Linked DNA regions of Pan troglodytes: region 2 is linked to region 1. Evidence: chromatin contacts called from public Hi-C data. All regions are on one chromosome and are shown on one strand. The core of a region is the stretch at or near the end of the contact, and the rest is flanking DNA. Distances in the headings are between cores, read along the strand shown. Region 1 holds the start of N4BP2 (NEDD4 binding protein 2). Region 2 has its middle 22 kb from the start of CHRNA9.

Evidence for each region. Hi-C and Micro-C count contacts between places; a contact is called where the count stands out from the background.
Region 2: a contact with region 1 is called in a Hi-C map of stem cell-derived neural progenitor cells, with 8 times the contacts expected there. The contact joins the enhancer-like site here to the promoter of N4BP2 in region 1. A contact is called at or near these places in 2 of 7 Hi-C or Micro-C datasets (blood and stem cell-derived neural progenitor cells), 1 of 1 datasets of contacts at active chromatin or transcription factors (stem cell-derived excitatory neurons) and 1 of 1 other capture datasets (stem cell-derived neural stem cells).

The regions. Positions count from the first base shown.
Region 1 is chr3:40,382,618-40,385,328 of NHGRI_mPanTro3-v2.0_pri, reverse strand. It overlaps N4BP2 (NEDD4 binding protein 2), which reads right to left and starts at 1,423. Exons shown (of 16, transcript XM_009447528.5): 1 at 1,129-1,423.
Region 2 is chr3:40,635,155-40,638,060 of NHGRI_mPanTro3-v2.0_pri, reverse strand. No RefSeq gene overlaps it. Among named protein-coding and RNA genes, the nearest start is that of CHRNA9, 22 kb to the left of the region's middle. Within about 2 kb of position 1,385, at least 6 of the 24 cell types and tissues checked have an H3K27ac peak or open chromatin away from gene starts, as enhancers often do. A contact at or near this core is called in stem cell-derived neural progenitor cells and stem cell-derived neural stem cells, where this site is marked.

The sequences.
Region 1 (2,711 bases), core at 174-2,673:
AAAAGAAAACATTTTTTTAATACAGCTGCAAATCAGTCATTGTTTTCTGAGAGGCTAGGTTCATCTCCAGGATTTTCTTCTAGGAGCTCAACCAATGGCCACCTTTACTGAGTTAACCAGTCTCCAGGCAAGCAGCCCTTGCTGATTGGCTCAAAGATGTCGAGTAGAAAAAGCAGCCAATCCTGCCTTCAAGCCAGAACTGTGCCATGGAGACATTACAACCACTGCATGGCGAGAATGTGTACAAACCTGTCCGTGCCACAAATATCAGATCCTAGTTACAAAGACTGCCGCCGAAAGGAAGAGCCTTTGAAGCCAACACTGACACTGACCTGTCATCTACATTCTATTACTCTAGCTCTCTTTCGGAGGGAAAAAAAAAAAACTATTTTAACCAAAAGCGCATGAGAGATAAACTGTGCCCCCGCTAAGATGACTCACTCTATTGAGGATGAATTTCCAAACGGACGGCTTAGAGAGAGTCCCGATGAGAGAGGGGCTCTAGAAGGGTCCCATTGAGGGACAAAGTTGCAGATGGGGGCAGGGGAGGCGGGACGAGGGCCAAAGACACACAAATGCCGGGGAGGGGAAAGTCTCCCCGCAGTCTCCAAAATCCGAACGTGTGAGTGGCTGTGTGTCTGGACTTGAACTGAGTAAATAAACGGCTCTGCTAGGACTATGTGCTCAGGAAGGTGGCCTGAAGTTCCCAGAAGGCTCCGCCTGGCAAACACCTAAGGCGCCTGGAGGGGCGCAAGGTCAGGTCCTGGCGGGAACAGATCTGGGAGGAAACCTCGGGGGGTCGAGAGGGGTGTGTCTGGGGCCTGGAGGCCCGCCAGGCACTCGGAGGCCAAGGAAGCGGCCGCGGCCCCCGCCTTCGCCCGGCCTCGGGCTGAGCGCCAGGGCCCGCCTCTCGCCGACGCCTCACTTCCCTTCCGTCCGGGCAGCCGGGCCCGCGGGTCAGTTCGGAGGCGGCCCGCGCCGGGCCCCACATTCAGGGCTTGGGGGTTCACTCGCCGCGCCGCCCGCCGCTGCTTCAGGCCCTCCGCTTCGGCTCGGAGCCCCGGGACCCCTAACCTCCAGGGCCCTCACCTTGGACCCGCCTCCCTGCCTCCCACCCGCCGCCTTTACCTGCTTCTGGAGCGGGCAGAGGGCGTCGAAGCCGGTGCCGCGTCGTCGAACGCACAACGCGGCGCCGCAGGTCCGCAGCCCTTTCCCGCCGGCGCCACTGCGCTCTCCCGCGCCGCGCAGGGCTAGCAAGCAGCTGCGGCCGCGGGGGAGACACGGCGAGCGCGCCCGGCGGGGAGACACTGCCGCTCTCCGTCCGGCCGGGGAAGAGCAGCCGCGCAGAAGCCCGCCGCGAGAGGGCGGGTGGGCGGCCGGGTGGGGAGGGGTCTCGAGGCGCCGGCAATGGCTGCCACGTCGCCCAGGTGGATCGCCGCCCACCGCGCCCCCCCCAAGCCCGCCGGCTGTCCGCCACGACCTCTGCTTCGTCCCTGAGCTCCGCCTCGGCGCGGCGGCCCGGGGGACTTGAGCCCGCGGGCGCTCCCACCTCTCCCGCTCCCGCTCTCCCTTTGGAGAGCAAGCCCTGCCCGGCCGGTTCGGCTGCTTCCGGTCGCCCACCCCCCAAGGCTCGCCCGAGAGCGGGCCGTGGTCCCCACTTTTCTTATCAGGGGGTCCCTGGAGGAGCAAGCCCTTCTTCGAGTGTCGGGTTCTGCCGGGGGGGAAGGCGGGAGCTGTTTGGCGCTGGGGAACATTGCAACAGGCCCGGAATTTTTGCCAAAATAAGCGGCGCGGTAAACCACAGCTGTTTCTAGCCCTCGGCACTCTCCCGAGCCCCAAAAAACAAAACAAACACAAGGTCGGCCTCGCGGGGTGAGGGGAGAGAGGAAAGCAGAGCTGGGACGAGCCCTGACGCGCGCGGGGTCCAGGCTGCAAGTTGGGAGGGACGGCGAGGCGAGCGACCGGCCTCGGCATTGCCTGACTAGGGCCGTGGCCGCTGCGGCGGGCACGGGAACCCGCCTTCTCGCGCGCGGCCCTCCCGCGGGGGGCTTCCAGGCGCGCGGCCTCGGAGCCCCACGGGGAGACAAAGGGGTAGGCGACTGCCACGGGGTGGAGGGAGGCCGCCCAGCCCCATCGGCCCTGCCAGCGTGCGGTCTGAGCTCGGGGAATGTGTGCGCCTTAGCCGGTGGAACCGCAGCCGCTGGCCTTTGCCCCCAGTTCGAGCTTGAGTTTTCGGGTGCCAAGAAAAAGCAAAGACGTACTCTTCCCTCTTGGAACCGCTGTAGTATGAGTCCGTCCCCAAGCCTGCACCATTTTTTTTCTCTCAACTCTGCTTTCCCTGGTTTATTTGTTCTGGGTTCTGATGTGAAATGTTTAGTGTTTTCAGGGTACGCAAATTTTTCACCTTTGCTTTCTGGTTGGTGGTGGTGGTGGTGATGGTAGTGGTGGTGGTTTTGCCTGTTTTTTACTTCCTCCGTCCCCTCCCTTTGCAATTACTTTTCATTCCACGTGCAGTGGTTTTTCCCAGAATAGAGAAGCGAAATAACCTCATGACAAAGTGTCCCTTTGCATCGAAGATACATTGTTGGTTGTTATGGCAGTTGTAAACAGAGTGTAAATTTAAACAGAGTGTAAATTTGGGGCAAGTGGTTTTTGTCGTTTAGGTCTAACTGGAACACTTATTCACAATGAGAACGTTGTAGTGCTTTTTC
Region 2 (2,906 bases), core at 136-2,635, 250 kb before region 1:
ACTCATGTCTGAGGACTGGTCAGCAGGATGTAAGGGAGAGTGGTGAGCACTTCTCTTTCTTTTCTTTTTTCTTTTTTTTTCTTTTTGAGACAGAGTCTCGCTTTGTTGCTGGGGACTGGAGTGCAGTGGTGCCATCTCAGCTCACTGCAACCTCCGTCTTCCAGGTTCAAGTGATTCTCCTGCCTCAGCCTCCTGAGTAGCTGGGACTGCAGGTATGTGTTACCATGCCTGGCTAATTTTTGTATTTTTAGTACAGATGGGGTTTCACTGTGTTGTCCAGGCTGGTCTCGAACTCCTGACCTCTGGTGATCCTCCCACTTTGGCCTCCGAAAGTGCTGAGATTACAGGCATGTGACACCACACCTGGCCAGTGAGCACTTTAAAGAACTAGAATGTACCCTTCTCTGTTCCTTTCCTCCTGACCAGTGACTGAAACGCTGAACCAAGCTTGGAGCTGGAGCAGCCATTTTGGGCCATGAGGTAGAAGCCATGTGTTGAAGAGAATGGAACAAGATGGAAGAAACCTGGTGATCAGGGAGCCGCCATAACAGTCTTGGGTTGTCTCTGTTTACATGAGAGGTAAATAAATTATTATTATTTATTATTTTTTTTTTTTGAGATGCAGTATCGCTCTGTCACCCAGGCTGGAGTGCAGTGGCACGATCTCAGCTCACTACAACCTCCACCTAAGCAATTCGCTTGCCTCAGCCTCCCGAGTAGCTGGGACTATGGGTACCTGCCACCAGGCCTGGCTAATTTTTGTATTTTTGGTAGAGATGGGCTTTCACCATGTTGACTAGGCTGGTCTCGAACTCCTGGCCTCAAGTGATCCACCCACCTTGGCCTCCCAATGTGCTGGGATTGCAGGCATGAGCCATCGCACCCAGCCTTTATTATATCCAGTGATTTAACAAAAACCACTTATATTTGGGGTTTTCAGTTATAAGTATTATGTTCGAACACAGAAAGTGAAACTATTTGAAAGTTTCTTGTAGAATTGGCTGGGAAGAAAGGCAATTCATTCCCTTTGAAGGATTTCATTCCCGGGATGTGGCTGCCTGCTTAAAGAGCAGGTTCCATTCTGTAGAGGAAGCTTGGGAGACAAGGAAAGACCCTCATTTCAAAAATATAGCCACTTCACTTCCTGCTGACTTGAGTTTTTGTTTTGTTAAACTGGTTTCTCTTTTAAAACAAATGTCCCCTCAGTAAGCTAAGCTCATTGATTGTTCACACCTGAGAACCAGAGCATCCTCTGCTGATTAGTAAGGAGTTTGGGGGAAGGGGAGTTGCGACTAGGCTGCAGGAGGAAGTGACACTTGGGGGAGGATAGGCCAAGGTGGTGGGATTGATTGAAAGTCCCTGAAAGCAGGGAAACAAAGAAGTGGGAGAAGGGCCAGACAGGGTCGCGCTCACGCTCTAAATCGCACTGGCTCGGCTTTGACTTGCTCTCAAGACACTGGGAACAGCGCATGACCACCAGAGGGCAGCAGCGCAAGATGAAATTAACAGGGACTCTTCACAGGGCCCCTGGCTTCAGGTCCCAGGGAGAGCCAGCCTTCCCATCCAACCTGGATCTGCCTGGTTTTCTTTGTCCAAAGTCAACCAGGGTGGAAGACTTCAACCAAAGTGGGCAGGGCCCACTTTCATACACATTCCTACAGGGATTCCTGGTGATGGTCGTTCCCCCTCTCTAGTCCACTGATGCCATCTCTATCACACATTTAACATTGTATTAAAATAGTCTTTAATGTGGGTTATATATGCTTTTTACCTAGCCATGCCCTAAGCAATCAGACCTGTGAAATGATGATTTTGGTGTGCTGGTGTGTGTATGTTATAATTATTACATTAGAATATCTATATCACCAGAAAATCATCTATCACCTATAGGATGTATATCACACTTGGAAAAACATTGCATTACTTCATTAAATTCCCCCCAATGACCCAATGAAGAAAGTGATATTATTCTCCCCATTTTCTAGATGAGGAAACTGAGGCTCAGAGAGGTTAAATATCTTCCTCAAGAATTTTCGCCAGAGCTGGGATTTGAACCAAGGTCTGCTTGACTTAGAAGGCAGTGGTCCTTGCTTTCTCCCGAGGAGAAGGGAGCAGAGATACCTAAAGATGCCTGACTCCCAATCCCATCGGAACATGCCCCCCGCGGGCTCACTTCCTCTCTTCTTTGTCTTCATTTTCTAAGAATGTCTTCTTTCCACTAAAACGAAACACTCCAGAATGCATTCTGCATGAATAAAGACTGCCAACTCCATGGCAGAAATAACATTCCTTTTGGGAATATTTATCACTTCTAAAATGATGATAAAGAAATTCAACAGTTTGTATTTCTGGACGAACTAGGGGAGAAGAGGAAATAAAGTATCTACAGAGTATCACAACACACCTACAGGAAGCTGAGCAAAGTAGGCTAATCACACTGGGCCCGGAGGACGGCTGGTAACAGAAACCTCGACGTTTATCTGAAGTGACTGCTCATCCCCGGGCACCACGGTGACAGGTGTGATAGAAAGATAAAACCCTAGACTCTGCTGCTCACCTGCTGTGGGGCCTTGGTCAAGCCACTTCTCTCTGAGCTTCAATTGCCCCATCTGTAAGAGGATAACAATTCCAGCCTCAGGGGGTCATCATAGCAACAAATGAGGAACCTGTAAATTAGTGCGAAAACACCCCACTTACTACTACTGTTTTTAAATGATTGTGAGAGTAAAAAGGGCCTTGGTGTTCAGAACCCAATCAGCTTAGAGTGAATTGTAGCACTTGGCAAATACTGCCTTTTCTGCTTGGAAACTTCACTTAAAAAGAAAAAAAAAAATGAGGTCAAAGAGCGATTCCTAAAGCAAAAGAAAATTGCTAAACTTTAGACTATTCCTGACCCCAAAGTCCTC